Regions from separate parts of the Mus musculus genome. Here all the other regions are linked to region 1. The links are chromatin contacts, called in public promoter capture Hi-C maps. All regions are on one chromosome and are shown on one strand. The core of a region is the stretch at or near the end of the contact, and the rest is flanking DNA. Distances in the headings are between cores, read along the strand shown. Region 1 holds the start of Tspyl5 (testis-specific protein, Y-encoded-like 5). Region 2 overlaps Sdc2 (syndecan 2). Region 3 overlaps Matn2 (matrilin 2). Region 4 overlaps Sdc2 (syndecan 2). Region 5 overlaps Sdc2 (syndecan 2). Region 6 holds the start of Matn2 (matrilin 2). Region 7 holds the start of Laptm4b (lysosomal-associated protein transmembrane 4B).

Region 1 (4,413 bases), core at 718-3,217:
AACACCCACCTAGCCAACAGTCAATGGACTGACTGCAGTCAGGCATAGCCAGACCATGATGAGGGTTCACTAGCAGGCTGTCTATGAGGCAAGAAGAGATGTATGATGTGAACAGAACATATTCTTGTTTTCCCTTGTCCTCATCCACACCAGTAGTCTGCTGGACCTAGGCTGAAGTGGGAAACAAAATAGGAAGAACCTTGGTTGATGTCTCCATACCCACAGAATAAAAGCACTGGCTTCATTTTGTGATAGCAATAGAAAAATCTTGCCACTGATAACATGCATGCTTAAAATGGACACAAAGCCCAGCTGACTGGCCATGAAGTAGCATAGCTTGAATATCCATCTGGACAATGACTCAGAATGTCCAGGTGAAAGGAAAGTGGGAAGAGCCAGAGCCAAGAACAGGGACTGGATAGTGTAGAGAAAGTCATATATCAGAAGTGATTGATACACAAACAGTGAGAATGTCACACATGCAACACTATTGTGACAAGGTGAGGTCATGGGGAAGCAGAGAATATTATCACAAATGTCACATTCTTGAAGATAAGTCCAAAGTGGCTACCATGTATGGTATGAACAGAAGGCAGACAACCAAACCCACGTGGTCAGCCTAACAGGTCCAGCAAGAGGTGGTAGGGAGATCTGTGTCGGATCAGTTGGGCTGCCTCACTGCAGGTGCAGGGCTCAGTTTTGCTGGACCTGGCCTTTCTTCCTTTCCTTTCTCTCCACGGGCTTCTTCACTGATCAGGTAGTACTGTAGAGGATTGGGCCACAGGTCCTCATTAATTATCTCAACAATCTTGTCAGACTCAATAGAGCTGTGATTTGAAAACCACCCAAAGAAGCTACCATTGTTTTCTGGGTTTTCCTTGCTTAGGGATTGTAGATCATGGCCTGGGAGCCACTGGATTGGAGCTGAACGAGACACCACTTGACCGGATGGACCACAGCCATATTCCTTAATGAGCACCTTGTTTTGGAAATAGGGGTTTCGGCCAAAGTAGAACTTGATTTTGTAGCCCAACCTGGCAAGGCCAAGTTCTTCCACCTCCAGTCTGTTCAAATAGCTCAATACCTCCTTATCTTTGGTATTCAGAAAAGCTGACAGCTGGGGATGGTTCTGAAAAGCTTGCCCCCAGAAGCCCGGAATGCTCTGGATGAGGAGGTTCCGGCGCTCTAAGTGGTGAAGTCGCAACTGGCCAAACTTGCGTGAAAGCCTGAGATATGCCCTGTCAGCCTGTGCATTCATGGTCTCTAGCTTTAGCTGGACCGTCTCTAGGGTATCCATGCTGCCCACTGTCGCGGGAGACCCTGCCCCAGCATGCTTCTCTGTCATCTTTTTTTCCTCCCCCACTGGAGCAGCGGCGCACAACCCCGCAGAGGCCATCTTCGGCTTCCCACTAACTGTGGCCTGAGGTCCCCTCCCCGTGGCGCTCCGAGTATCTGGGGCCTTCCTCCCGGGGACTCGCCGATTTCCAATGCGGGAGCCGCGTCGCAGCTTCGCCAAGGCTCCCACGGTTCCCACGAAGCTGGTGTCGCTGGTCAGGCGCTCGGCGAGGGAACGGGCCCTCTCCAGGTCCGGATCAGGGGCCGCCAGCCCGCGCTCGTCTGCAGCCCGAGCCCGCAACGCCAGGCCGCAGTCCAGCGGGAGGCGGCAGGCCGCCTCTTCCCGCAGCTCGGCTGGTTCGGCGCCTCCTTGAGCTGCGCCGGCCTGCACCTGCGCGGCCGCGGAGTCCTCCCCGAGCCGCGGGCTCTGTGGTGGCTTTTCGTCGTGCCAGGCGTCTTCCGCAGCGGCCCGGACCCGGGCTCTGGCCCGGCCTTTGCCCCGGCCTTTGGCGCGGGAAGACTTTCGACCCCTACTCCGTCCGCTCATGGTGCCAGAGAACAAGGTTTCAAAGCCGCTACCAGCCCAGGGTCTCTACGAAGCTGGCCTCTCCATGGCAACCGTGACGTCACCACGGCAGGACCCACTGCACCCAGTGATTGGCTCCGCTCAGCGGCTGCGTACCAGCCCACCCTCACATGCTACACGCCCTTAGTCTTATTTTGCAGTTAGAAAGTTAGTTTCCACCTGTGCTTGGCCTTGGTAGTGTTGCTGACTCATCTCCTATCATTGATAGCAAGCGTGTCCCCAGGGGTTCATAAGACAGAGCCATTGCTCCTACAGTGACATCGTAAAGGCACCCACTACCGTCTCCATCAATTTTCTAAGTATTTTTCCTCTTCTGTTATTTTCTGTGACATCTCTCATAATTAATTGGTCATCGGCATGTCTGTCTCATTACATAATTATTCTACTGTAAGATTTGTCCCAACGATTCAACTCTAGGGAATGTGAAAGCCAGAACCATAATATTTATGTAAAATGACTTAGAAAGAATAAAAAAGTAACATACAAGGCATTTTACTGAATACTAATTTTACATTATCTCTGTTCTTGAAGGAGGTATTCTTGTTCCCAGTTTCCTGATAAAATGGCAACTGAGGGCTGGTGTTAGTTACATCTCAGTGATAAAACAGTTACTCAGCATGTGGGAAGTCCTGGATTCAGTCCTTAGTGAGGAGGAGGATTCAGTCCTTAGTGAGGAGGAGGAAGAGCAGGTGGAGAGGAGAGGGATACTAAGGAACATTCTGGAGACTATACAGCGAAGGAGAAAAAGGCTTGGCCTAATTATGTTACCATGCTACCATAATCTGTTGGCCCTTTGCAAATGGCTATGGTGACTCCTAAGCTGTTCAGCATGTTAACAAATTCCAAACTCCTTGCCTAGGCACAAATCCTCCAGCTGCCTCAGGTCTACACAGAGTAACGCTGTGAATCCCAGTCCAGAGCCAGAAATAACAGGCCTGAGTCCAAGCTCCTGTAATTGGGATAGGACACACATAGAATAAAAATACCATTCTAGGAGTAGAGAAGGATTTCCAGGTGAGATTTTTGAGACAGAGGGTTTACAGGAGTAGTGAGGGAGGGAGCCCTAGAAATTTTTCATAGCCTACAGAGAATCAGCCAGAAAACCTGTCTGGCACTCCTAAAGAAACCTCATATCCTATAGCAGGGCTACAGCACCATGAGTACTGAGGGAATGCATGACAAATGTGAAGAGAAACTTTCTGAGTGGATCTTCCAGGTTCAAACACCACAACACCCTTGCAGTGAAAAACAGAGAAGTAAGCCTAGCCGTTGGGCAGGATATGGAAGCTTGCTCAAGGTGCACAAGAACTACTAGATCAGCAACTAAATGTTAACAAGCTCTCGGCCAGCTTTTATTTTTATTTATTTTAGATATTTTCTTTATTTACATTTAAAATGTTATACCCTTTCCTTGTTTCCCCCTATCCCATCCCTCCTACCCACCTGCTTACCAGCCCACCCACTCCTGCTTCCCTATTCTGGCATTGAATTCTTCCCTACACTGGGGCATTGAATTTTCACAGGACCAAGGGTCTCTCTTCCCATTGATATGCCACAGGGCCATCCTCGGCTACATATGCAGCTGGAGCCATGGGTCTGTCCATGTATACTCTTTGGTTGGTGGTTTAGTCCCTGGAAACTCTGGGGGTACTGGTTGGTTCATATTGTTGTTCCTCCTATGGGGCTGCAAACCCCTTCAGCTCCTTGGGTACTTTCCCTAGCTCCTTCATTGTGGATCCTGTGCTCAGTCCAATAGTTGGCTGAGAACATCCACCTCTGTGTTTGTCAGGCACTGGCAGAGCCTCTCAGATATATGGAGCTCCTGCCAGCAAGTACTTGTTGGAATCCACAATAGTGTCTAGATTTGGTAACTGTATATGGGATGCATCCCCAGGTGGGGCAGTCTCTGGATTGTCTTTCCTTCAGTCTCTGCTCCATACTTTATCTCTGTATCTCCCTACATGGGCATTTTGCTCCTTAGGCAGCTTTTATACACATTAAATTTTAAGTGTAGAAGCCGGGGTTGGGGAGGTTGCTCTGAAACTAAGTAATAACTGTAACTAACCAATACATGTGAGTTCTAACTTTCTCAAAAGGCCTGCAGTTGCCTGCAAAGCTCCAGCTCTGACAGGTTTCCCCTCTAACCTTCTGTCCTATGCTTTCTCCAATACTCTGGTCTCCTGCCTCAGAACCTTTATTCTGGTGCTTCCTTCAAGTGCTCAGTCTACCACATGTGGTCTGAGGCCCTATACACTTAAATTTCTCACTATTAAAGCCAACACGTGTGAAATGGTCAACTCTTTTCCATTTATGCTTTTTATTTTTTTGTCTCCCATCATACCTATCAACTTCCTACACTCTGCCAGTAGTTTGGGGGTTTTATATATAAACTTTAAAGAATACACATTTTTTTAGTTTGTGTGTGTGTGTGTGTGTGTGTGTGTGTGTGTGTGTGTGTGTGTTAGTGTAATTGTAACAGTGCAGGTGTGGAA
Region 2 (4,413 bases), core at 733-3,232, 740 kb before region 1:
TTCCTTTTCTTTTCTCTCTGGCAAAGAAGACATTATGGAGTCTTCTGGAGTAGTTCATATGATGGGTCTTGTCCTTGACCTGCACCTACTTTACTAGTAGGACTTAGCAAATAAGGACTTAACAAAATGACCAGCTGAAAATGTTCTCACCTATATAAGGTGCCAGTTTACTAGGTTATTTTATTTTATGATGTACAAAAGCTTGCATTTGTGATCTTTGAAGTATGTCCTGGCTTCTTTCTTCTCAAAGTATAAAACATGTAGTAGCAACCCAGCACTCTGCTCTGACTCTTGACTGATTCCTCTCATGGACATTGTTGAAGAGTCTGTCTGACTTAGAGTTGTGGAAAAATAGCTGTATGTTCTTACAACATGTTTGAATTTTATTCTGGGCCTGTAAGGATTTAACACTATGGGCTTTTAATTGTTGGCATCTGGTACATTAATATAATGATAATAATAATTGGAAATAATGTGGTTCATCTCTTGAGTTGTTAGCTTTAATTCCCTGAATGTTTTTGAACAGAAGTCTCCCAAAGTCTTAAAGTAGAACCATTTGGAGGAGACCCATTCTAGTTTTTAGTCAGAGTGTGTTCAGACTCTGTCTTGTTCTGATTTGTTGCAATGATTTTCATTGTTTGATTTTAATGTTTTCCACATGAAAACACAAAACCAGGCAATACCCAACAAAATCCACCTAAATGCCCTCTCTGAGGAGACCGAACAGAAGCAACAATGTGTCTGTCTTCTTTGAGAGCTGCCAGGCTCTGTGGGGCCAAGCACAGTGGCAGAACTCTGTTGGGAACCAGGCTGCAGAAGCGGAAGAGGAAGCGGAAGCGGAAGCGGAAGCGGAAGCAGAAGCAGAAACAGAAGCAGCTTGGTGCTTATGATTTCTGTGTGATAAGAGCAACTTTTCCCATTCTCCAGATAACTGTCTAGTAGATTTGCAAATCTATTTTTCCCTCCTCACTGTCTTTAATGAAGTCTTCAAATTCTAAAATATAATTTATGACTGGAATTTATTTAATATGGATTCTTAAGTCTCAAGGCGCTTCTCAAAAGATTTCAAAATTCTATGTATTCATTAGTGTGAACGTCTAACAAAGAATGTGCAATTGAAAAGGGCTGAAGCTTCAGATGAAGAGGTGGCTCAGCCATTAAGAGTGTGCATGTCTTCTCTGAGCTTGGCTCTCCACACTCACAACAGCTCTCACAGCTACCTGTAATTCCCACTCTAGAACCTATGCACGGGTAGCACACATTCACACAGGTGCATGCATATAAAGAAAACGTAATAAAAATAAATACTTAAAATGTAATTTGTATAGAGATCTGGGAACTCTTCAAATATTTACAACTAAATAAGAATCTAATTCCATTGAATCATTAAAGATAACACTTTTGCTTCAGGAGTCTCGGTCACCAAATTGTCTAAATTTATGCTTAACATGGAAAAATATTTTAAAATCATAATGGAGTTTGAATTGTTTGTATGCTAGAAGCAGTAATATAATATTAACTATACGAACAAACACGTAGTCTCTCATGAGTTATGCTGGCCCCTAATTTGACAAATTTAGTACATAGTTGTTACCTAGAACTGACTGGTTCTCAAGCAAACTTTTATTTTCTCGAGAGACTTCCTGGCACACGGTGAGTTGTGCTAATTATAGTTGATCTAAGAATCCAGCCAAGAAAACTTTGTAATGATGACCTTATTTTTAAAATGCATCCTGCAAATCCTTCTCCCAAACCTACAAGAAGAAAACATTTTCGCTAAAGCTAAGTTGTTAGTTATATTTCCAAGAGAACAAAACCAAATCATTTTTATTCTTGCGTACCATGGGATTGGATTGGAGAGGCATTACAGTGTCAGGGGGACATTCCATTGGGGTTAGGAAGTAGTGTCTGAGCTATATATTTAGTGGTGACTTTGGATGCTTCACTCACCTTTAATGTTGTGTAGAATACTGCCTGTCCATGTGAACACAGGCACAGTAAGAGGTCTGTTAACAGACGTTCACATCCACGGCTCTCTAGGTACCTTTCCCACCCCCACATCATTTATATATGATATTTAGTGTATGGACCCCAACCAGACTTCTGTTTGAAGTCCTTGAATCTGGAGAGGCAGCTTGATAAAGCAAAACAGAAATCTGTTGGCATTTTGAGAGTGGAGTTCACAGAGGATGTTGTTTGCAGTGTCCTGAAAACATACAGGCCAGCAGCTGGAGCAGGCCTGGTGACAGGCAATCTCACTTCCAGAGAACAAGGAGGGCTGAGCAGTCCTCTAAGGATTAGCTCCAGCTCAGCAGCTGCTGTCTGAGTCTGATTATGCACATCCGGCTCTAAGAGACCTGCATTAACCCTCAGCCCCTGGGAACTTCAGGGCTGTTTTTTTTTTTGTTTTTTTTTTTTTGTTTTTTTTTTTTTTTTTAAAACAAAAGACTCTTCCAGGGACAACCAAGGACTAAAGCCCAGAAAATGTAGAGGATAAAAGAAGGTGGCTCTTTGGGAGACTGAATTTGAAGTAGCCTTGAGCCAAAGCTGAAGAAGACCTGGCAAATAGTATTTGTCTTTGCAGACCTGGTGGCGGACATTGGGGGAAAGGACTGGACCAGGAGGGCTTGAGCAGCTGAGGAGGACAGAGGCTCAGAGAAGTTAAGTTACCAGCTTAGTCATTTTTCCACTGCTATGAAGAGAGACAGTATAGTATGACCATGGCAACTTAGAGAAGAACGCATTTAATGGGCACTTAAAGTTTCAGAGGATGAGTCTGTGACCATCATAGTGGGGAGCATAGGAACAGGCAGGAACACATGGCACAGGATAGTAGCTGAGAACTTAACATTTTTTTTCCCACATGCTTGAGGCAAAGAGAGTGTGCAAATTGGGAATAACACAAGCTATTGAAATCTCAAAGCCCAGCCCCCATGGCACTCCTCCTTCAACAAGGACACATTCCCAGTCCTTCCCAAATAGTTTCACTCACTGGGGACCAAGCATTCAAATATATGAGCCTATGGAGTCCATTTTAATTCAACTACCACAGAGAAAAATCATGTTTTCCCATTCCCCAGTTAGAGCTGAAGTACCACATGTCTGAAGTTGTTATCTTTACCTTGAGATAATCATTCATGCTTTTGAAAACTGACCTTAGAGAAGAAACACTGGAGAAAGCATTATGGAAGCTGGAGACATGGTTAAGAATACATACTGCTCTTGCAGAAGACCTGAGTTCAGTTCCCAGCAGCTACATTTCTGGACTCACAATCTCCTGTAACTCTAGCACCCAGAGATTTAATGTCTCCTGCCTCCAAGGGCATCTGCACACATGTGCGCATTCCCATATATAGTTAAAATAACAAAAACATATTTTTGGAACATAAGAAAAGCACAGGGCCTGGAAACATGGCTCAATAGTAACATCAGCTATTCTTCCAAAGGATTCAGGTTCCCAGCATCCACATAGCTACTCACAACTGGCCACTCAATCTCTAGTTTCAGAAGATCCAGTGCCCTCTGCTGTCCTCCGTGGACACTAGGCATGCCTGTAGTACGTAGATATATATGCAGACAAAATACACACATATATAAAACACTTTTTTAAAAAGTGCATCGGGGAATTATATGGCAATCACTGTGTCCAGCTTGTTGGGATATATTTCTTTCAAGCAGCATTTTGCCAGTGTGTAAATGACTAGTGGATAGACCACTGCAGTCAATTCTGTGTATGATATTTAAAGGCAGAGCAGATACTGGGAAGGAAAGTAGAAGCTAAGAAAGCTTCATGGAGAATGAGCCTTCTTTAATGAAATGGATTCCTTTGTTCAACTCCAGCGGTATGAGGCCCAGCGCTGCACTCTGGGAGAATTAGGTGTTTGAGAATGACAGTGTGTTGCTGAGCCTACAGCTGTCCAGGTAAACAAAAGGCTTTGTTAGAAAAGGCTTTGTCAGAGAAGATGGCTGTCTTGAGTTGTGTTGCTGTGTAGCATCTACACTGAGTGTTGAATGATTCCCTTCTTTATGGTTTTAGCAGGAACTATAGAGTTATTCCTTTGGGTGGTTGGAGTTGATGCTTTCATGTAGGAACTAACACATTAAATGCAAACCAATCAGTAAATACTTCCTTATTTTTGTCCAATTAAAAGATTGAGCTATTAGGTTAGGGTTTTCGACATTGTTGCTTTAAAGAGTTTTAACTAAAAACAGAACAAACCAACAAACAATAACAACAAAACAAAACCAGCATGGTTTTATTCACTGAAATTTCTTGTGGTTTTGGAACATATTTTTATAATTCCTGTCTTGTGTTTGTGTGTTTGCTTGTTTGTATATATGCTTGGTGTAGAGGCCAGAGTTTGACATTAGGTGTCTTCCTGACTTGTTTCTCTCCCTTATTTTTTGAGACAG
Region 3 (4,413 bases), core at 844-3,343, 730 kb after region 1:
GTTACTAACAACTACATGACACAGTCAATACTAGCCTGTCTTGAAATCTCTGCTGACACCATAACAAAACTCTTCAATTTAGCCTCAGATAGATTTTTAGGATGAGGGCAAAAAGCAGCCACACTCCTTACCACAATATCACAAGAATGTCTCTAACCCACTTACTACTCTTCTTTTCGTCAAACCCAGCTGTCATAATCTACACTGCTCCCAGCACCACCATTAGTTAGGCCCCTGCCAAAACATTCAACTGCTTTCCTAATTCAGAGTCCTAAAGTCTACATTCTGCCATCAAGCAGTAGTCAGGCTGCTTACAGTAATTACTCTGACGACTGTTTTAGTCACTTTTCTATTGCTATGAAGGGACAACATGACCAAGGCAGCTCTTATAAAAGAAAGCATTTAATTGGGGTCTGGCTTACACTTTCAAAGGTTTAATCCTTTGTTATCATCACAGCATGCACATAGGTGCTGGAACAGTAGCTGAGAGTGACACACTGACACACTGACCCAGAGATAGAAAGAAAAAGAGACAGATAGACAGAGACAGACAGACAGACTGACTGACTGACTCTGGCCTTACCTTGGACTTTTGAATCCTCAAAACACACCTCCAAGTGACACACTTCCTCCAACAAAGCCATACCTCCTATGTTTCGAACAATACCACTCCTGGTATCTAAGCATTCAAATCTGTAAGCCTGTAGGGGACATTCTTTTTCAAATCACCACAATTACATAGGGAAGTTCCTATACATAAAGATATGTAAAGCTGTGTAATGTTCCATTGCATTTGGTCAGTCCCGTTTCTGGACACTTTGGTTGACTCTCACTTTTCACCTCTACAAACAGTAATGTAGTCAGTAACTTGAAAGCACATCCCTTTACATAGTGCAAGGGTATCTGCAGAAGGGAATCCCTACATGAAGTTGCTGAGTGCATTCTGTAACTTTCATAGACATGTGTGCCCTTTAGTACAGTTGACTTTGGAAGCTGTATGTGTTTTCCCTTTAGCAGTCATCTGTAGACGTCTCCTATGACTGACTGAGCATCACCCATCCTGTTCTGGATCAGATACCCTGAAGGGATGAAAAGAAAAGCTTATAAACTCTTACTTACTTTAAAGCATGTACATTGTAACAGTTCCAAGAGAACTGAGGAGCTGGGCTGGAGGCTGCCGCCATATAGCCAAGTATAAGAACACGAGCCTATGGGCACAGGGCTTCTCCCTGGCTGTCCTGACCTCTGATAAAGAAAAGCAGTGCCATCTGACAGACATGGGCTTGGGAAACTTGAGCTCAGTCGCCTGTATCTCCATTGAGGAAAACCCTGTAGTCTTCAAGACTACAGGACTGGGTTTAGGAAGTCCCAGGCAGAAGAGTGTGATCAGAAAGTCCACTTTGGATTAGGGCTTGGTGATATTGGCCTGAGCACTTTTGCTATTTTATTACCTTGGAAAATGGAGTATTCTTATAAATGCATGAAAAAGGAAATTTCCCCTCTGTGCCAACAAGCTGTCTGTGCTGTGTGCCACTTAGTGGTACTTTTAACTCTGTGAGGAACTACCCAGCCACAGGGAATTATTCTGCATTAATAATGAGTCCAGAATGTGTCCAGAGAAGTGAGTCACACCCAGAGCAAACCGGAGCACCAACCTCTGCTTAGAATCTCCTCTGCAGTTAAATGTCCAGCCTACATCATTTCCCCATTGCTCAAACATTCTGGCAGTGTTCCTGCCCAAAGAAAGGCAAAATTCCCTTTGTGTCTGAAAGCTTAGCAGATGGTGATGCTGTGTAGTTGGGAAAAGTTATGGAATTCATTATCAAAAAATTTTTAATCTGGTTCCTCCATTTATTAGCAAGTGGTCTTGGCGAGCTGTAATAAGCCTTCCTCGACTTTAATTTCTCTTGCTAGTAAATGAGAATAATATTGGATCCCTTAACTAGCCTACAGGATATATTTCTGAGGACTTCCCTTGTCTAAAAAATGTTGCAATGATGCTTAACAAAAACAAAGTTGATGGGTTCTTCCTGTTGTAACCCCTGCCAAGCCCCTTTTCCACTTTGGTGCACACCCACTGTTGAAATCCTGTTCACTGTCTAAAAGGCTTAGTTAGCTTTCAGTTAACTGTATGGTTCTCATAAACTCTTACTGTTCCCCGATGGAGCTGAAGAGATAACTCAACAGTTAAGAACACTGGCTGCTCTTTCAGGGGTCCTGAGTTCAATTCCCAGAAACCACATGGTGACTCACAACCATCTGTAATGAGGTCTGATGCCCTCTTCTGACATGCAGGTTACATGCAGCAGAGAGCACTCGAAAATAAAACAAACAAACAAATAAAATGCAGCAGAGCACTCATGCACTAAATTAATTAATTAATTAATTAATTAATTAATTATTTAAAATGTCACTGCCACCCAGCCCTATAAAATAATATGCTACATTCAGGAGCTCAGTGTGGTGATCTCAGAGTTATCTCTGACTCTTGTCCTAACCATGTGACGGTGGACTCTTCATTTCAAGTGTTGGAAAGGACAGAAGTTGACACAAAATTGTCCTTCAGATGAACTTTACTAGGAGAGATCTTCATGATCATGAGCAGCTGCGATCAGGCCGTGACATGGGAGACCAGTAGCAGGCACAGCCACACCAGAGTAAAGAAGCTAGTGAGAAAGAGTCCTGGATTCTAAAGAACGAAGGCCATCCTGATCCGGCGTTGTCAGTGGAGGTGGCCAGATCCATACCATGTGATCTGCCTGGCACTGACTGTGGTCTAGGCTTGCTCACAGCTGCAAGAGGGAAGAGAGAACTCCCAGGAAGACAGGCTTCAGGGAGGTGCGGCCTGATTTCTGGAAGGGGGAGAAAGACAGCTAGAAGATCTGTGCTCTAACATCAATCTACCGGCAAATCTTATAGGCTCTACCATCGGAACATAGGCAGTCTGACCACATGATCCACTGTGTTCTGGGCCAGCAGGATCACTGCAGTAGGCTATATCTGTTTCCTGTGTTCCTTCCCTGCATTCACAGCTTTCTGTGCTTTCACAACACAGCCAGGCTAGGGGATTCTCCTGCTCAAAACATTCTATGACTGCCCTTCTCCCTCAGACATGTCCTGCCTATGTGCCCTCATGTTGTGTCCTGCCTACCCCCACCCTGCTGGGCTCTTTGCCTTTCCTGAAACATGGCGAACATGTTCTTGGCATCTTCATCGTGCATCTAGTCATCCTTCTCATCCAGACACTTCCTCAGACACCAGCACTACTCACCTCCTCTCCATCTCCAGGGCTCTGCTCCTTAGCAGACACTATAAGGTGTCAAACTCCAACCCACTTGGCCCCTTTGACCATATATATATATATATATATATATATATATATATATATATGGTTATATATATATTGGTTGTTCTGTCCTTAGTGTCTAGTCAATGTCTGGCCCACAGCAAGAACTCACAACACATTTGCTGATTATCTAGGTGTGTTGAAGCTTACCTTAGTGCTCAGGCTAAAGCGTAAGATCATGAGTTCAAGGCCAACCTGGGCTACATGGTGGTAGCCTAACTTGAAAAAAAACAACAAAAAGCTTTGCTGCCTTTGAATAAACGAATGAATAGGTCAAGTGTTCTACGTGCATATGTAGATCCACAGGAAAGTTGGTGTTAGACTTATTCTCTTTTAGTCTTAGCTATTTACATCTCCCTTTGGAAACTGTCTTTTTCTGTTTTCTTTCCCCCTGGAGCTGTATGTTTTGCTTTATGTATGTCCTTTTTATATATTAGGAAATTTTTGCTCATAGACACTTTCTATCCTGAAATGAACTCTGTGAGAAAAGACACCGTTTTCATTTAAGATGTCTGGAATGTCTTTTAGAAATGAATAGGTCACCATTCATTTATCTATGAATAATTTTCTTCCATTTTTGTAATTCTAACCAGAACTGGACTCTTGTGCTTTGGGGGACCATGGTTGTGAACATTCATGTGTAAGCAGTGAAGACTCTTTCGTGTGTCAGTGCTTTGAGGGGTACATTCTTCGTGACGATGGGAAGACCTGCAGAAGTAAGTTTACTAGAGCTAATTCATACAGCCATGCCTAATTCACACTGCAGGCTTAATGTGAGCCAACTACTCTCAACAGCTAATACCACACAATCAAATGTCATGCAGGGTCCTTGGTGGGATCCTGAAACAGAAGAGGGGTGCTATGTAATAATGAAGTAACTACGTATAATTATAGGTTTTACTAAATAATAATTTGTCAAGCCAGGTGTAGTGGTACTTGCTTTGCTTCCCATTACTCAGGACACAGAGGTAGGTGGATCTCTGTGCATTCAAGCCCTGTCTGGTCTACACAGCAAGTTCTAGGCTTCCTTACATAGTGACACCCTCTCTCAATGACAGCAACACACT
Region 4 (4,413 bases), core at 1,253-3,752, 720 kb before region 1:
AACATGTGCTGAACACAGAGTGGACAAGCTATGCACCACTAATCCAAAAGTGGAAAGGCTATGTGTAATGGTGTGTGCCTCTAATCTTAGAATAGAAGAGCTAGTTGTGGTGGTGCCACTAACCCCAGACCTCAGGAGTTTGAAGCATGAATATTTTGAGTTAATGGATATTCAGTGAGGCCTTGACTCAAAAAATGTTTTTATTTTTTTTTAAAGAAAAGAAAAATTGACTTTCACTACTACTGAGGTAAAATTCAAGAACATTATGATAATTGAAAGAAACTGGAAAGAGAAAGCCCCAAACTTACTCTGAATGACTAGAACAGTTACCTTTATAGAAATAGAAACAACAATGGGTGCTGCAATGCTTAGGAGATAGAAACAGAAGGTTAATGTTTGGTTTATGAATGTCAATGTCGCAAGATGAGGAAAGTTGGTAGAGTCTATTTGCACTGTTACACAGTTATTTGTATAATGATCTGCATTGGACGTTTGTGTTTTGTTTGATGTTCTCCAGTAGTTGGCATAAAAGTTTCCTAGAATTGACAGGGCTCACAAATGAATGACAGGTAAGTTTATAGTGCTGTGGGAACCAGGACACAGGATAGGTCATACTCAAGGAAACACTGATTCTCAGACATAACCTGGCTGCGAAAAGAACTGTGAAGCTCTCTTTGTGACTCATTTTTTTATTGACTCCTGCTTATAGCATGCAGAGCTGCTAAGAAGGATGCAGCATCCTGTCAACAAGCTTCTCCATTCACTGGCATGCCTTCTGTTCTTTTCCAAATCCAGCACTCCCGTTCCATCTTGGTGCGCTCTTTTACTTCTCTTATTTCTTCTGCATGTATCTTTCATTTTACAATCCACATCATTTTCCATCACAGAATCTAAATTCAAAGAGAATATGGGCTCTGAAATTTGACTTTAGCAGCATCCAGCACAGCAGACCGTATGTAATGAGTGTTTTGGGTTGGGGAAAGCTCTGAAGTTGGAAGCTGAAATGGCTAATGCCTATACAATAGAAGGTTATTAATGTCTCTTCAGTGGTGGCCTGGTTTTTATAGCAGAGAATGAATAAACACCCAAGATTTTTGTTTTTGTTTTGTTTTGTTTTGTTTTGTTTTGTTTTGTTTTGTTTTGTTTTGTACTGGTCCTAAACAATCCTGTCACATTATTTCTCTGCATATCTGTCTTAGTATTCTAGAGAGATCAGAAGTGGGACAGGTGACCTCCACTGAGAACTCAAGGGTGTACAGGTCCTGCTTGGGATTTCAAGGTGAATCCATGGCTTAACTAAATCTATTTATTAAATAATTTCTTCTCTTCTTCAGTGCAGAACATTTTTTTTCTACACAGAATAATAGTGAGAACGGTGACCATATTCCTCATTTGTCTTTCTTATATTTCTCCTACATGGCTGTGTGAACTTCCCAAGGGCCAGAGCTTCCTCATTCATCGTGATATGCCTGCTGTACTTTGCTCAGAGCAGCAGCAGCCCTAGGAAATTCTGTAGCTTTTTAAAAAATTTACTTAGTATATGAATGGGCTTAGAGATAATTATACCCACTTACAATAGATGAAGCAATTGTAGATTTTTAAAGCACATGAATGTTATAGACAACCTCATTTAGTATAATTATCATCTGGTTTATAGATAATTAAGGAACATAATTGTATATTTTTTACAGTTTGTTATTATGCATTATTTGAAGGCTGCCCTGCATTTTATGGGCCTATCACTTCATGATGTCACATAAGTGATCTGGGGAGGGGCAGAGGTGCATGCCTTCTTTAAGTTCACTGAGCTGTCGACTGTTACCAGTATATCCTGATGGGCTAAGTTGGCTAGCTTGGCTGCTTTGACTCCTGCATTAGCTAAGAGATAGGTTTTACTATTTCAACTCTTCTCTGCCTAGGAAACAGTTCTGGGAATATTTTAGTTTTTTTGTTGTTGTTGTTGTTTGTTTTGTTTTGTTTTGTTTTGTTTTTTGTTATTGTTTTAAATAAATGTTTGATAGTCAAGTCATTGGTGTCTTGTGAGAGTTCTGTTTACGTATATTGTTTCTTGAATTCTGATTTTTCACACACACAAAATCACTGCCAGTTCTCTGAATTTTACAGCTCTTAGCCTATTCCATGACTGATAATTTTGACAATTTCTCCCTTTTCCCCTCCCTACTGAAGTCATTCTGATGTCAGAATTCAGACAAAACTTAAATGAGAGAGAAACAAGACTAGAAACTGTATCCAGGAATAAAGGAGTTTGATGTAGGTCATTTGAAAAGTGTAAGATATAGACAAAGAGAGGGGAGATGATTCTCTTACAGCAGTGGGAGTCAGGACCAAGTCCAAGGCAAGGATGAATCCATGGCACTTGAAAAGACTGTGGTAACAGAAGCATAACCATGTTTCAGTGGAATATTGATCTCTGTAGAGCTGCAGATGCCCTAGAATCCAGTGAACTATGTAATCATCCATAGTCCTGCTTTTTTCTACCCTGAAACTCTGTTCAGTGTGGACAAACTCTGTTCTGTTCTGGGATTAGTGTATCTCCTGCGATCTGCATTGCCACCAGGCACCTAAGTGAGCTTGGAATGTTGGAACCACGCTTTATGAAACCATGCCTCAGATGGCAGTGCCTACAGCTTGCAGTGTAGTATTCAGATAAGTGCAGTTTAGTGCTGTACCCTGGAGACCCCATCAGGGATGCTAAGGAACCCTCAGAGGCTGTTCATGTAAGAGAGTAACAGCAAGCAGAAATTCAAGGTAGAACTTTTCTAGGGCTGATGGTATGGGCAGATGAGAACTGTTGAGAAATTCCAAAGTGTTTTTTGTTTGTTTGTTTGTTTGGTGTTGGTGTTTTGTTTTGTTTTGTTTTTCATTTGTCATTCATTGAGATGTTTTCAAAAGGCAAGCTTTTAAATCCGTTCCTCTGCAGGTCTGGTAATAGAGCCTCATAGATACTCCATATAATCCAGGACTAGAGATTGAACTTGGAGGGATATTTTAGTTGGGACCATGAACCCTAAATGTACTGAAGGCCACTGAACCAATTCCCTGAAATAGTAGAATGGTACAGATGTTTGCTTTGTGGAGAAGATGGGCCATAGCCTTGACTACATCCACAAACATGCCCTTACTAAGATTTGTCAAAGCAGACAAAGGAGTCATGAGATGTGTCTGGGGAAGGCAAGGCTGGCTGTCTTGCAGAAGACATTCCATTTGCTTCTCTGTATGGGTTGCCGCAATCATTAACTGGGATAGAAGGAACAAAAAGGGCGGTGTTGTGTAGTGTGTATAATAAATTTTTCTGTTCCGTAAGGAGCTGTGCCATTGGTTTAGGCTGAAGTACAAAGGGATAGCAATTTTAACAGTGAGGAGCTGAATTATATCAGCTTTGCAGCTGAAAGATAAAAGCTGGTATATGAAACAGGATCTTGTGTGAATGAGTTCTTCAAGTGTTTCAATAAAGATTCATCAGAGCAGTTAGCTCTCTAACCAGGTTACAGTCTCTGGCTTCTGATTCCTTTGTGGAATTAAAAATGCTTTTAGTAAGAGGAGCTAAACAAGCCTTTGGTTTGGATTTCTATATATTGATTTATGGACCTGGTGAGCATCCTGCTGTGAACTTCCTCTGCCAATGGTAACCATCACAATAAGCAAAGCTTTTCTGAACTGGCACTTCCACAGACCCTGGAGCCTGCTATATTAGGTGTGACAGTTTTTAAAAAGCAACTGTGTTAGAATGAAAACAGGCCACTTCTAAATGGTCTATTGATTTGCAAAACCTTTGTGTCAGAGTGAATAGTCTCATATCTGAGTTGAGAGGAGATGCTGACCAGTTTCAATTTGTTACTATAGCTTGAAGCTTTGAGCTGACAATGTTTCAGTGATGGTGCTTGCCACCTGTGGAAAGTCTGCTTGTGTCTCAGGCTTCAGTCATACATGTGAAAATCCGATTCATTATTTCACACAAGAAAAGACTTTAACAGTTCCACTACAGTGTGAATCTCTGTGAATGTGGATCTAGAAGGCCTTGTTATGACTCAAGCTCTCCCATAAACTTGTAGATCCCCGTCCCCACCAATGCTCTGCATTGGGCTATTGGTGGAAATTGTTATGTGGCTTGTGTCTTAGGCCAACATGGATAGTGTTCAATGAGTTCTCCATAAGAATTACAAATGGGAGAGGATTGATAGACAGTTCAGTGGAACACTTGCTGCTCTTCCAGAGGACCTGAGTTCAGTTCTTGGTACCTATGTTGGGAACTTCACAACTACCTGTAACTCTATTTCTAGGGGAACCAATTCTGTCTTGTGGCCTCCTGTTTTAATATTGTTCCTGGTGAGATCTAAATTCTATTTTTTTAGACCCTTAATGTCCTTTTTCTGTTGTGGATTATACTTTCCA
Region 5 (4,413 bases), core at 1,184-3,683, 690 kb before region 1:
GATTACAGCTGCTTTTGTACAGGATCTAAAAGAACAATCTGTATTAAAAACAACATTCTTTGGTCTGAGCTTGAACAGTTCCAAAAGGGGTTTCCATGGGGTCTGCCCTACAATGTGGGCAATTCAGTGGAAGAAGCTATGGTCATTGCCATTGGGACAGTAGCATCTAGGCAGGAGAAAGAGACTTAGGTGAGGAGTGACTGGCATACATAACAGAGTGGTTGTCCTGGCAGCTGTATTCTCAGCCACATTCTTCAGCCTCTAAAGCAGGAGAGGAAAGTCAAGTTGCTCTTACAAAGGCAAAAGCACACAAGGGTAAGAAGCTGCAAGAGGAGTCAGAAGACAGGTGTGTTTCAGAACAGTGGGCAGAGCTAGGGATCTCCATCCAGAACTCGGGACAGTGGTGAGGGATTGCTCCTCAGCCTTCACTCTCTAAATACCCCCACTCTGTTGTGCCAAGGCTGTGGGGGAGTAAATACATCTTACTTTGGTATTTCACACATGCCACAGTAACCTAGCTGGTAAGGCTGCATTCTGCTCTGCCCCAATTCTATGTCTTCACCAATTGTGTTTTCTGGATAATTAAGATGAAACTGAGTAGGGGTTTTCATTTTGAAAAAAGAACATTTTGACAGGTTTTCACTGTGTAGCCAAAGGTGGCTTTTAACTTGTGACTCTCCTGCCTTGGCCTCCCCACTGCCATCATTGTAGATGTCAGACACCATGCCTGGCCAGTGAACATTTTAATACATACTCAATGGGGCCATCTGTTAGTTACTTTGGACACACTGAAGATTCTGACTAGAGTGGGATATGTAGAGAGTGGCAGAAGTTTGCATCATTGTGTGCAGTCAGCACCCTTGGATGCTGGATCAACATGAAAGGCAACCTTCAGTATGACCTGTGACAAAACCTGAGAAATCATCAGGTAGCTCCCACTGGTCTTGCATAACACAGATATGACTCAAAGATTTACTTTTTGTTAATCTCCCATATTTTAATAAATTAAATGTTTTACCTATAACAAATTGGTGTTTAGGGATAAGCATTCCAATCACTACTTTTAATTACCATGTATTATCCTCCTTTGGGGCAAAAAATAATAAAATATTCTGCTTCTTAAAAATGCTTTCTTTAGTGTGATTCTTAATTTTTTAAATAAAGAACCTAATTTTATCATTTGTCACCTCTTTTATACCTGATTCATCCTCTATAACCCAACAGCATAGGCTTATGTAATCTTACAAAGAGAATGTCAGGGTATCTTTATAGACAGATCTAGTTCTGGTGGAGGCAGTTCAGAAAGAGGCAGGCAGATTCCCATGGAGTTAAGTTTTGCAGACTTTGGCCAGCATGTCAATATGCATAACTATGAGTGTTCGTTGTTGGTGGAAATAATATTACTGTCCATAAATATATTGTTCTTCTAATTTCACAAGATAATGAATGTGCTTTTCAGGTATTCACAAATCATAACACAACAGAATTGCAGCCATCCCACATCCCCCCTCTCTCTTATCTGCTAATTTTTATTTATTTAATTATTGAGAAGTCCATGTATACAGTATGTCTTGATTAACCACTTCCTCCCCTTTAACTTCTGCCATTATCCCTCACTACTTCTCCTAACTTCACATGTTTCCCTCGCCCACCCCCATCCCCAGCTTGGAAGCTTCATAAAAGCCAAGGCAATTTCTCAAGGGTCAGAGCCTCTCTTAGAATTGGTTAGATAGCACAGTACTCTTTTTACAGCAGCAATAGATTGCTGTACTTACCTTACTTCTGACTCACTTCTAGCTCAGCTTCCTACAACACCATCTGTCACTGCTGCAGGCCTGAGAGTTCTGGTTCATGCCCAGCATTGGCTGCAGCATCTACCTGCTCTTTAAAGTCAAAGTCATTCCCATTTTTCTGTCTCATAGGTTTTCCATGGCGCTCTGTCAGCCCTCATTTGAGTGGAGAATACATATGGACCTAGGAATGTAGGTATTGAAAAATTCCTTAGAGTGAACTATTAAATTCAAACCAGAGCTAGTTGGCTCCCTGTGCTTAGCTTAGAATCTTATCTATAATGATAGTTTTCACAGAATATTGATGAAAGAGAAATAAACACCAAATATGTTTCCCATCCCCATCTCCTGCCAAACTCTACTAAGAAAGAACATCTCATTACTTTAGTTAGAATTTATTAATACTGACCTTCTCCAAACTTGGATCATTCAGGTTTAGCTTACAATGCTTCTATTTTACTGTAGTCAAAGCTATGGTCATATGGATATAAAAATAAACACTGGAATATGCTAGCTCAGGAGGGTGAAAGGCAATAATACCTATAATAACATAGCTGCAAACATCCTGCTTTTCTCTGCTATTCCTAAAAAGGAATCAGGCACACAGCAGAGGACATATGGAAGCAATGGGCATTTTCCTTTAATGTGTCATACGTATTCCTCATAACCCACTCACCATCCTTGGCGCCTTACTGTGCATTGCTTTGGAGATCCCTGTTCTTGTTGCCAACAAATTTAATTCACCACAAAGGGCGCTTCCCTTCTTCCCTGACTTAGGAATCTGAAGCCACCACTACAAACAGAAGTGTGGCTTGCAAGTGTGTTCTGTTCATGTTTTTCTTTCCTCTCTTGGTCAGATTTTCTGCTGTGGTTGTTACCAAGGAAGAAAACTCTTATTTTGTTTAGGATGAGCAATAAAGCAACTGGTCTTAGGATTTCTTTGTGTGTTTGTTTGTGATGTTGGGTATGGAATCCAGGACCTTACACATGCTAAGCAAGTGGTCTTCTGAAGAGCTATTTCCTTGGCCCCAGAAAGGTACTTTTTAAAAGCAGATATATTAATTGAGATTTGCAATGCAGAGGTTTTAAATTTTAGAAGTTCAGAAGGGCAACAAGTGAAAATTGTCTCTAGGTAGAATATTTTGCTTTTAGTAAGCTTTTCCCTGTAACTATTACAAAGCAAGAGTTGTGTCAAGAATTTAGGTGCAAAGATTTGGGTGTCATACTTCCTTGCTTTCTACTGTGTTCTTCACCATGAAATGTAGACTGTGAAAACTAAGGGATTATTGTCCTAGTTTTGTTGAATAATATACCAGAAATGTGGTTGTCAGCAGATGAACACATACTCAATAGTATGTTTGATTGGGGTTACTCATTGTCACCAAATTCTATATTCAAGAGACATGAGACTGGGAAACAGATACCTTGTTTGTGTATTCCAATGCATGGTAGTAGAGGAAAGTGGCTTCATTTGTTAAATAAGCATGAAAGATTGTCTGGACACACAAATCTGATTTGTTACTTTAAATTTATCTAACAAGCAAGTTATTGAGGCAGGAACTATTATGTAGAATCAATAAACAACACAGTGGTGAACCAAATAGTTTTGTAGTGTTGTATGTACCAGCATCCATGCATTGCGACACCTTTTCTGAAAGCACTGAATCATACATTCTAGTTAGTGTTCAGGGACCAAATAACACCATGGCAAAGTGTTTTGGCTTAGGTAAAGGGTGTGTGTGTGTGTGTGTGTGTGTGTGTGTGTGTGTGTGTGTTAAAGCCCAATCTTATGTGAGAATTTTGGTTTGGGAAATCTTTATTGTTGTTGTTGTTGTTTTGTTTTTGTTTTTTCATTCATTTTTTTTAATTAGGTATTTTCTTTATTTACATTTCCAATGCTAACCCAGAAGTCCCCCATACCATCCCACCAATGCCCTACCTACCCACTACCACTTCTTGACCCTGCTGTTTCCCTGTACTGAGGCATATAAAGTTTGCAAGACCAATGGGCCTCTCTTTCCAATGATGGCAGACTAGGCCATCTTCTTATACATAGGCAGCTAGAAACACGAGCTCTGGGAGGGGTACTGGTTAGTTCATATTGTTGTTCCACCTATAAGGTTGTAGACCCCTTTAGCTCTTTGGGTACTTTCTCTAGCTCCTCCATTGGAGGCCCTGTGATCCATCCAATAGCTGACTGTGAGCATCCATATCTGTGTTTGCTAGGCCCAGGTATGGCTTCACAAGAGACAGATATATGTGGGTCCTTTCAGCAAAATCTTGCTAGTGTATGCAATGGTGTCAGCATTTGGAGGCTGATTATGGGATGGATCCCTGGCTATGGCAGTCTCTAGATGGTCCATCCTTTCATCTCAGCAACAAACTTTGTCTCTGTAACTCCTTCCATGGGTGTTTTGTTCCCAATTCTAAGAAGGGGCAAAGTGTCCACATTTTGGTCTTTGTTCTTCTTGAGTTTCATGTGTTTTGCAGATTGTATCTTGTATGTTGGGTATTCTAAGTTTCTGGGCTAATATCCACTTATCTGTGAGTACATATCATGTGGGTTATTTTGTGATTGGGTTACCTCACTCAGGATGGTGCCCTCCAGGTCCATCTATTTGCC
Region 6 (4,413 bases), core at 623-3,122, 620 kb after region 1:
CTATTGTAAATGGTTGTGAGCTACCAAGTGGTTGGTGGGGACTGAAATCAGGACCTCTGAAGAGCAGCCAGTGCTCTTAAGCCCTGAGCTATCTCTCCAGCCCCAGAATTAGGGTTTTTATTAGGAGATAGATGTCTGGTCTGCTGTAGCATCCTGCCATCCCAGATTGGTAATCCCAGAGTCTGGGAGTTAGCTCGGTTCCCTGCTACTGATCAGTCCTGTTTTCTCTCTGTCTCTCCTAGGATGGCCACTATCTCAGGTAATGTTTCCTCTCTTAAGGAAGTTATAGAAATCCTCCCTTCTGGGCTGGAAAGATGACTCAGCAGTTAAGAGCACCGACTGCTCTTCTGGAGATCCTGGGTTCAAATCCCAGCACCCACATGGTGGTTCACAACCATCCGTAATGACATCTGACGCTCCTCTGCTGTGTCTGAAGACAGCTACAGTGTACTTATATATAGTAATAAATAAATGCTTAAAAAAAGAAATCTTGCCTTCTATAATTTTTTATTAGATATTTTCTTCATTTACATTTCAAATGCTATCCCCAAAGCCCCCTATACCCTCCTCCTGCCCTGCTCCCCAACCCACCCACTCCTGCTTCCTGGTCCTGGCATTCCCCTGTACTGGGGCATATGATCTTCGCAATACTAAGGGCCTCTCCTCCCATTGATGGCCGACTAGGCCATCCTCTGCTACATATGCAACTAGAGACACAGCTCTGGGGAGTACTGGTTAGTTCATATTGTTGTTCCTCCTATAGGATTATAGACCCCTTTAGCTCCTTGGGTACTTTCTCTAGCTCCTTCATTAGGAGCCCTGTGATCTATCCAATAGATGACGGTGGGCATCCACTTCTGTATGTGCCAGGCATTGGCATAGACTCACACAAGAGAGCTATGTCAGGGTCCTGTCAGCAAAATCTGTCTGGCATATGCAATAGTGTCTGGGTTTGGTGGTTGTATATAGGATGGATCCCCGGGTGGGTCAGTTTCTGGATGGTCTTTCCTTCTGTCTTAGCTCCGAACTTTGTCTCTGTAACTCCTGTCTCTGTAACACAATGGAGTACTACTCAGCAATTAAAAACAATGAATTCATGAAATTCTTAGGCAAATGGACGCATCTGGAGGGTGTCATCCTGAGTGAGGTAACCCAATCACAAAAGAACACACATGGTATGCACTCACTGATAAGCGGATATTAGCCCCAAAACTTAGAATATACAAGATACAATTTGCAAAACACATGAAACTCAAGAAGGAAGACCAAAGTGTGGATACTTTGTTCCTTCATAGAATGGGGAACAAAGTACCCATGGAAAGATTTAAGTTTTTGAGTCTGATCTGAACTAGCATCTTAATGGCCTTTCCCATCCCAGTGGCTGGTCCAGGGCCAGTGGATACTAGTAATATGAATTGGCGCTGGTGGGGCTGTCCTAGACTGCCAAGACAACTTCTGGCTGTGTCATCAGTCATCTTAAGTCTCACCACTTCTTTCTTCATCATCGTGCTCCATGGATGCCTCCCGAAGAAAATGATTCTCAATTCATGTTATATGACTCCAGCTGTGTCTCCTGTTACCAGGAAACCCTCACCCCACTTCACTCCCGCCCCAGACCCACACGCTCCCTAAAGTCTCCAGTTACTCCAACCTCTGGAGATCCATTCATTCCACAGGGACTAGGGATGCACCAGGAGTCTGAGGGTGGCAGCAGGCAAGGAGAGCGTCTTTGGCCCCGAGCTGGGGGCTGCCTGTAGCGTGGGGCAGCTCTGACTGCTGCCTCTCCCCGCCTTCCCCGTCCCCAAAGAGGACACCCCTCCTTCCGCCCGCCCGCTTCCAACCCTTGTACGGCACCGCCTCCTCGCGCCGCCCTTTCAGGGAGCCTCCCAGGCAGCCAGCAAGCGCGGAGAGCGCACTGGGATGGGACTTGAAGGCGGCTTCTCAGGACACGGCGCTGGCGCGGGATTCTTGTTCGCGTCCGGGGATCGGTGCCCAAGGAGCTCTGCGGTCCTCTGCGGGGCGAGGCGGCGGACCACGGAGACTGACACTCACAGCTGCTCCCCTGTCTCTCTTCCCGGGTGTCGGCGGCGGTGGCTGCAGGTGAGCGCGGCGCGCTGACCCGGGAGCAGATGACCCACTGACCGACAGACGCAAAATCTGTCCCTCTCCTGGGGGACCCGCTGTCTCCCTGTGGAGAGTGGGAGAGAAAGGCGGCGCTGCAGGTCCCCTCGGCCGGGAGAAGTCCCGCCACGCCGGGCCAGGCGCGGGACACATGGGGCGGCAGTAGTACCCGAGGGCCCCGCGGGGGCGCTGTGCTTCGCTGCAGGGACACTCAGAACCCCTCCACACTGACCAGGGAATAGGGACTTGTTGAGTGGGTTTGCAGTGACAATCCTATCTACCAGGTAGAAAATAACTTGGTTCCTCCTGTAGGCTGGTACCTCAAGACCAGTGTCATCTAGATTTCCTTTGCTTTCTGTGTCCAGCTCTGGCTTCCTTGTATTTCGGAAGAGGGATAAGAAGAGGGCATTTTGTGTTGCTGGAAAACTGGACGACAGTTTGGGGAGAGGACAGAAAAATATGGGGACAAACCCTTGTAAGGTCTCCCGGAGTTGGTGTTCTGGAGATACTGTACAGTAATCACTGTGGCGCTCCCACAGTGCATCTACAGGATGCAATTCCCATTAGCCTTTGAGGAATGGACAACGAAGCTGTAAGGGTAAAGGACAGAGGTTTGGGAATCAGCAGGCCTCGTTCAAACCCCAGCTGCCAAGTTTACAGGCTGGAGTACTTGGAGACAACCAGCAACACAATGCCTCAATTTTCTCATGCATCTAGAGGGGATTATAATGCCTACAGGATTAAATGAGATTTCATTGAAGTACAGAGAATAGTTCTAAAAGTCTCTTACTGCTAGTGAACTCTGCTACCCACCTTTCTAGAAAAGGAAGGAATCTGTGTGAACACTGAATTCATCCCCTCCCTAATTCTAGGACAAAACCTTTTGAGGGATGCTCTAAGATGGCAGATAATGTATATGTGTTAGTGGAATTTTTGTGCAAATGTCCATTCGAGAACATTCCCTGCCTGCTTGCTTGCTTGCTTTCTTTCTTTCTTTCTTTCTTTCTTTCTTTCTTTCTTTCTTTCTTTCTTTCTTCCTTCCTTCCTTCCTTCCTTCCTTCCTTCCTTCCTTCTTTCTTTCTTTCTTTCTTTCTTTCTTTCTTTCTTTCTTTCTTTCTTTCTTTCTTTTTTTTCAAGACAGGGTTTCTCTGTATAGCCCTGGCTGTCCTGGAACTCACTTTGTAGACCAGGCTGGCCTCGAACTCAGAAATCCGCCTGCCTCTGCCTCCTGAGTGCTGGGATTAAAGGCATGCACCACTACGCCCGGCCCTGCCTTCTTTCAAAGTGATAATTTCACAAAGCCAGCCAAGATACCAAGGTGAGTTTGTAGCCAGGAAGGTTTCCTCTAAGCTTCCTGTTTATTCTGTTTAGAAGGTTTCCTCTAATGTTTGTTCTCTTAGAAACTCCATTGAAGAAGGAAAGGCTGCAGGTTTTCATCTTCTATCTCCCTTCTGTTCCTGCTTTCATTTCAGTTGACAGACTTCAGCTTCAGACCCCCACATAACCAGCCAGATCTCTTCTATAAACCCAGGTTTTGGAGGTTCTGGCTTCCAGAGTCCAGACCCAGGTGGTCAAGAGGCATGGGGCCTGAAGTTCATCGCTGAGGATATCATAGCATAATTGAAACCTGAGACAGCCTTGGATAACAGGCAGGTCAAACTCCTATTAGCTAAGACCACGCATGTCTGACAGCAAAAGGCTAGGTGAAAGCTGAGCATGGTGGTGCATGTCTATAACCCAACACTTGAAATGCAGAGAGGCAGGAGGGTCCGAAGTTCAAAATCATCCTTGATTACATAGTAACTCTAAAACAAACCTGGACTACATGAAACCCTTTCTCCAAAAACCAAAAGGGGAAAAAAAAAAGACAATTGGAATGAGGCTCAAGATTTTAAGAAAGGCAAAGAGATGTTGCTCCTTGAAAGACAAGGAAGAAAAATGAGCCACTGGAGAGTCTGAAAAACAATTTCCAGTTTGCCTAGAAGCAGTTCTTATTGGTAACTGAGAGAAGGCACCGAGATATGGGAGTGTGAAGGAAAGAGGGGGAGAAAGCTTGGTCTCAGGGGAAGCTGAGTGAGTGAGCAGTGACCAAGGAGATGCTGGGATAGATAGAGCTCAATGGAGAGGTAACACCAGCCCCGCCAGCAAGGGCCTTTCCAGAAGTTGCTCTGGCATTTGCTTGCTGGTTCTATCCCATGCACAATCTCCTTTCCCGGGAGTCCCAGTTCTCTGGGGGAAGCTAAGCGGGATTTCCTTCCCTGTCTAAGGGAACAAACACGGGGGATGACATAC
Region 7 (4,413 bases), core at 509-3,008, 550 kb after region 1:
AATCTTTTGCACTCCAAAGATCCTGTAGCTGTTTGGTTTACCTACCAAGCTTCACCTGCGCACATTTTCTTCAGCTAGTGTCTATTCTATATTTTAAAATCTATAGCAATTTGGCTACTGTGACTTCATATCTAGAATAGTAAATTTTCTGAAATATAAAATTCATCTGAATCAATGTGTCATTTGCTTAATAAATTTGAAATCTTTGTGGGAAAAGAAGAGAGAGGGCAGTATCTATGTTAATTTTGAATTTTCAGAGTCTTTCAATGCAGTATTCCTCAGTCTGTATTACTATCCCTTTCCTGAATACTAATGTTTGTGGTTTTGTTCACTAATGGCTGTGGGCATAATTATATACTCTTTTTGCAACCCTGAGGATGGAGCTCAGAGCCTCCTGCATCCTGAGATAACACTCCACATGAGAGGAAAGCCCCAGCCCATAACTAACAATAGACAATCCCAGAGAGAAAATTATCTTTAATGTTACGAAGAAAAGAAACAAATACCGAGCTTTTCCAATTCCTCCCACAACAGTTATCCTGCTTGTATCTTTGCTCAAGGACCTACACGTGGTATCTCTGGGAATAGAAGCCAAGTTTAAACTAGAGTGTGGTAGATGCACGTCTTTGTGAAACTAACCAATCTTGAACCATCTTTCATCTTATTTGACATGTACTTTAATTTAAATCGAACCCATTTTAAAACTTTTTTAAATTTTTGTTGTTTTTCAAGACAGGGCTTCTCTGTATAGCTCTAGTTGTCCTGGAACTTACTCTGTAGATCAGGCTAGCCTTGAACTCAGAAATCCACCTGCCTCTGCATCCCAAGTGCTGGGATTAAAGGCATGCGCCACCACTGACCGGCCAAATTGAACCCATTTTATTTCTTGTTCTAATCCTGAAATAAAACTTTCACATGGTCTCTTTTTTTCCCTTCCTTCCTTTCCTTCCTTCCTTTCTTCCTTCCTTCTTTCCTTTCCTGAAACAGGGTTTCTCTGTGCAGTTTTGGCTGTCCTGGAACTTGCTCTACAGACTAGGATGGCTGTCCTGGAACTTGCTCTATAGACTAGGATGGCTGTCCTGGAACTTGCTCTATAGACTAGACTGGCTGTCCTGGAACTTGCTCTATAGACGCTGGCCTGCCTCTGTCTCCTGACTGCTGAGATTTAAAGCGTGCACCACCACCAATGCCCGGCTTCACACGAACTTTTAATTTAAGTTATCAGAGCTTCTTAGCTAGCACTGTGGTCATCAAAGGCTAAACTTGGATCCTATCCAAAACAGCAGCTGGAGGGACATCCCCCGCCCCCAGACCCTAGTCCTCTGCCTGGGCTCTTTCAACGCTGTGTATTGTGACTTGCATAGATCTTTTGGCAGTAATTGTTTTTTTGTTTTTGTTTTACTAGAACTTCAGTCATTATTAAAAATGCCACGGAAGCACAGTGAGGATGCCCTTGACACACATTCTATTTTCTGGGAAAAGATTGCTACTAAAGTAATTGAGCTGGGAAGCTGAGATAAATTGCTCTCTGCGGGTTCCGCAGTGGTTCAAAGTACCGCAGTTGACTGGAATAATCATTCTAAGCAGTTTTCCTTCCTTCCGCCAGTTTGCAAGATAACTACAATCCTAGCACAGCATTCACCGGTTATTTGCAAGCTAGATGTGAGGCAAACACAGCTGGAATGAATCTGAATCCTAACCAAAGGTGCACCCCATTTCCGGAGGAAAATTCTGGAGACTCCCTCAGGGTCCAGCAAGGAAGCATTTATTTGGCGCAGCGCTCCCAGCGCCCGCAGCTGGCTGGAGCCGGTGGTGACATCACGAGCCCGGGCAGGCCACGTGACCCACGGCTTCTCCTCCCCCCTGCCTCCTAGCGTCGCCGCGGTCTTCGAGCCCAGTGTCCCGTCGCAGCGGCCACTCGGAGCTCTCGGTACAGTGCAGAGCCAAGGGTCGGGCGAGCGGTCCGAGGGTCGGGGCGGCCAAGGAGAGGGGCAGGAGCAGCGGACCCAAGACGAAGCGAGCGACGCTCTCACAAACTTCCACGAGCGCCGGAGCTATGAAGATGGTCGCTCCCTGGACTCGGTTCTACTCCCACAGCTGCTGTTTGTGCTGCCATGTCCGCACCGGCACCATCCTGCTGGGCGTCTGGTACCTGGTGAGCGCGCCCTGGCGTCGAGGGAGCCCCCGGGGTCCCCACGCGCGCCGCTCACCCCGCGCCACTAAGTCGCTTCTAGGTCGGCGTCGGTCTGGGGGCCGCCCGCGATCATCCGCCTAAAGTTGTATTATTAGAAAGTTAATTCTCGGGGAGAGCCGGGCTGCAGTGGCGGGGGCATGTGGGGCCGGGCGGGGGGGGGTGGGGCACCGGGCCCTGCGAGGTGCGGGCCGGGCATGTTCACCCCCGGGACGCACCACGGCTACACAGCGTTCGCCCTCGCGAGTTCGCGTCCGAGCAGAAACGGTTGGGAAATTCTTGTTCCTCTCGAGAGGATTTTCCTGCGTACGCCTGTTTAAAGCTCTTACACAGGGAAGGTACCCAAGTGTGCCTGTGTTCCAGTTGGCTTGGAGAAGCCATCTTAACAACCACTCAGGTTCCTGCCCGAGGACAGGTGATCCCTCTGAATAGGCACGGCGGGCAAATTTAGTTTTCTTTAAAAATGGCCTTCAGGTTGGCGCTCACATTTGTGTCAAGAACAAACATGTGATTCTCTGGGGCAGCGAGTTAGCTTGATGGATTCTTGCCCTGTGGCGCTGGCTGCCCTTGGTTGGTGGTTGGCAGCCTTGGACTGAGTCGGATTCCTCAATATTTTGGATTTTGTGACATCATTTTAGAGAGATCCGAGCTACTTGCTGCAGAACAACGAAATGTAGTTGAAAGTGGTAGTTAAGTGGCATATAAAACTTTTTAGTTAGAACATATTCTTAGCTCCCTTTGATAGTTTAAAAAGATATTCAGTATTGAATTGTAAACTGCCTTGTGCCATTTTAAACAATGCATTCCCCTTCCACGTGATGTTACAGTTCTATTTATAGTCTCAAGTTTTCTTTAGTTGGGTCCATTATGGCCGCATAATAGAATTTTTTAGTCTTAAAAGCTTTCCAACAGACCTTTGGTATATGTGGGTTCTGGCTGTTCAGTGTGAATGCAAATTGAACATTAATGTATTGGCTCAGCCCTGACTTTTCTTAAAGCCAAGGAATTTACAGGAATTTAAAACCATAGTTGGAGTGTGGAAAGTGGCCTCAGGAAGTGCTTTTATCGATGGCCAGTCAGGGCAGAAGGTGGGCTGCAAATGTCTGTGTCCTCCTTGGAAGTGTTCAGATCTGCAGGCTTGCAAGGGCTTCAGTGGATGCAGTTGGTAAAATCTAGGGCATTGCATTAGGCAAATGTACTACATGATCTACGGGAGATATAAATCTACTTTAGTCTTGTTGGCAGTCATCCAACCATGCTGTATTGGTGTGTCAAAAGCAGACTTCCCCCTCCGTAGGCTTCCTTTCCTGTAAGAGCCTGCCCTTTGTGAGGCATACGCTTCCAAGGAGACCAGAAAAGCTTAGGTACTCACCACATCTATATAGAAATCTTTTCTATTCCTATTGAAAATTTCTTGTTCACTAGTTGAGTTCCCTTATAGTTTTAAATACAAATCTGTTATCTAAGACCTTAATTTCCATTTAAAAAGGTCAACATGGTGAGGGCCTAAGGCCTAAGGAAAAATGAGGTACCTACCTACCTCTCCTTCCTACAAGCACCCCCCCCCCATCTTCTCACCCTGTCTCACCTGCCACGTGGTCATGTATAAAAAGAGTTTTCAGTGTAGACTGAGCCCCAACACAGCGTACTACATGATCTACGGGAGAGAAATACTTGAGCCCTGTAGTTGTCAGGTATCCAACCATGCTATATTGGTGTGTCAAAAGCAGACCGCTCCAAATGAAAATTTTGTGTTTCGTATCCCTGCTTACTGACTAGGGCTTACTAGTATTACCCTTTTACTAACTAACTAGGTCCTGCATGCTATGTACTGTGTTCAGTAAGCTAAATTTAATTTTCTAGGGATGAAATTAGAGGCTAAGAGCTTGTGGTTTATTTACAGTCCTTGGTTACAGCTCATGTGATAATCCGTATTTCTTTAAGCCTTTAAAAAGTTGTTGTTTTGCCTTGACTATCAAAGGTTTTCAGGAATAAAACATTGATTTGGCTACTAGAGTTTTCCCTCTAATAAATTCCATTCACATATGTGAGATCCACTTGTTACTTGTACAGTTCATTGACAATGACACCAACGTTACTAATCCATATCCCTAAGAAGGTCTGAAACCTCACAGGATTTTCTCTGTCTCTTCCTGGTCCTAGTCAGTGTGTTGGGGTAGGGGCGTAGGCCACTCTACAGACAGGGTCTTATGGTGTGCACC

What was found. Promoter capture Hi-C pulls out the DNA fragments that hold promoters and counts their contacts.
Region 2: a contact with region 1 is called in a promoter capture Hi-C map of second pharyngeal arch cranial neural crest, with 6 times the contacts expected there. The contact joins the enhancer-like site here to the promoter of Tspyl5 in region 1. A contact is called at or near these places in 18 of 39 promoter capture datasets (the 3T3-L1 cell line, 3T3-L1-derived adipocytes, the C10 cell line and 12 more), 2 of 115 datasets of contacts at active chromatin or transcription factors (cardiomyocytes and embryonic stem cells) and 1 of 9 other capture datasets (macrophages).
Region 3: a contact with region 1 is called in a promoter capture Hi-C map of the SN4741 cell line, with 3 times the contacts expected there. The contact joins the enhancer-like site here to the promoter of Tspyl5 in region 1. A contact is called at or near these places in 8 of 39 promoter capture datasets (the 3T3-L1 cell line, the SN4741 cell line, embryonic stem cells and 3 more), 1 of 484 Hi-C or Micro-C datasets (cortical neurons) and 1 of 115 datasets of contacts at active chromatin or transcription factors (astrocytes).
Region 4: a contact with region 1 is called in a promoter capture Hi-C map of liver, with 3 times the contacts expected there. The contact joins the enhancer-like site here to the promoter of Tspyl5 in region 1. A contact is called at or near these places in 15 of 39 promoter capture datasets (the 3T3-L1 cell line, 3T3-L1-derived adipocytes, the C10 cell line and 9 more) and 1 of 9 other capture datasets (macrophages).
Region 5: a promoter capture Hi-C map of the SN4741 cell line shows a contact between it and region 1, with 3 times the contacts expected there. The contact joins the enhancer-like site here to the promoter of Tspyl5 in region 1. A contact is called at or near these places in 7 of 39 promoter capture datasets (the C10 cell line, the SN4741 cell line, cranial neural crest and 4 more), 1 of 484 Hi-C or Micro-C datasets (bone marrow-derived macrophages) and 1 of 115 datasets of contacts at active chromatin or transcription factors (astrocytes).
Region 6: a promoter capture Hi-C map of embryonic stem cells shows a contact between it and region 1, with 7 read pairs. The contact joins the promoter of Matn2 here to the promoter of Tspyl5 in region 1. A contact is called at or near these places in 3 of 39 promoter capture datasets (embryonic stem cells and stem cell-derived epiblast-like cells).
Region 7: a promoter capture Hi-C map of embryonic stem cells shows a contact between it and region 1, with 2.2 times the contacts expected there. The contact joins the promoter of Laptm4b here to the promoter of Tspyl5 in region 1. A contact is called at or near these places in 3 of 39 promoter capture datasets (the C10 cell line, embryonic stem cells and neural stem cells) and 1 of 115 datasets of contacts at active chromatin or transcription factors (embryonic stem cells).

What each region holds. Positions count from the first base shown.
Region 1 is chr15:33,685,916-33,690,328 of GRCm38.p6, forward strand. It overlaps Tspyl5 (testis-specific protein, Y-encoded-like 5), which reads right to left and starts at 1,968. Exons shown (of 1, transcript NM_001085421.1): 1 at 1-1,968. The coding sequence starts at 1,882. The coding sequence ends at 662.
Region 2 is chr15:32,941,924-32,946,336 of GRCm38.p6, forward strand. The region is part of intron 1 of Sdc2 (syndecan 2); the gene reads left to right. Among named protein-coding and RNA genes, the nearest start is that of Sdc2, 23 kb to the left of the region's middle. Within about 2 kb of position 1,983, at least 42 of the 459 cell types and tissues checked have an H3K27ac peak or open chromatin away from gene starts, as enhancers often do. A contact at or near this core is called in second pharyngeal arch cranial neural crest, where this site is marked.
Region 3 is chr15:34,418,403-34,422,815 of GRCm38.p6, forward strand. It overlaps Matn2 (matrilin 2), which reads left to right. Exons shown (of 19, transcript NM_001358780.1): 11 at 3,940-4,062. Among named protein-coding and RNA genes, the nearest start is that of Rpl30, 23 kb to the right of the region's middle. Within about 2 kb of position 2,094, at least 58 of the 459 cell types and tissues checked have an H3K27ac peak or open chromatin away from gene starts, as enhancers often do. A contact at or near this core is called in the SN4741 cell line, where this site is marked.
Region 4 is chr15:32,964,514-32,968,926 of GRCm38.p6, forward strand. All of the region lies in intron 1 of Sdc2 (syndecan 2), which reads left to right. Among named protein-coding and RNA genes, the nearest start is that of Sdc2, 46 kb to the left of the region's middle. Within about 2 kb of position 2,503, at least 6 of the 459 cell types and tissues checked have an H3K27ac peak or open chromatin away from gene starts, as enhancers often do. A contact at or near this core is called in liver, where this site is marked.
Region 5 is chr15:32,998,153-33,002,565 of GRCm38.p6, forward strand. All of the region lies in intron 1 of Sdc2 (syndecan 2), which reads left to right. Among named protein-coding and RNA genes, the nearest start is that of Gm32764, 70 kb to the right of the region's middle. Within about 2 kb of position 2,434, at least 33 of the 459 cell types and tissues checked have an H3K27ac peak or open chromatin away from gene starts, as enhancers often do. A contact at or near this core is called in the SN4741 cell line, where this site is marked.
Region 6 is chr15:34,304,809-34,309,221 of GRCm38.p6, forward strand. It overlaps Matn2 (matrilin 2), which reads left to right and starts at 1,873. Exons shown (of 19, transcript NM_001358780.1): 1 at 1,873-2,100.
Region 7 is chr15:34,236,268-34,240,680 of GRCm38.p6, forward strand. Laptm4b (lysosomal-associated protein transmembrane 4B) reads left to right here and starts at 1,759. Exons shown (of 7, transcript NM_033521.3): 1 at 1,759-2,155. The coding sequence starts at 2,057.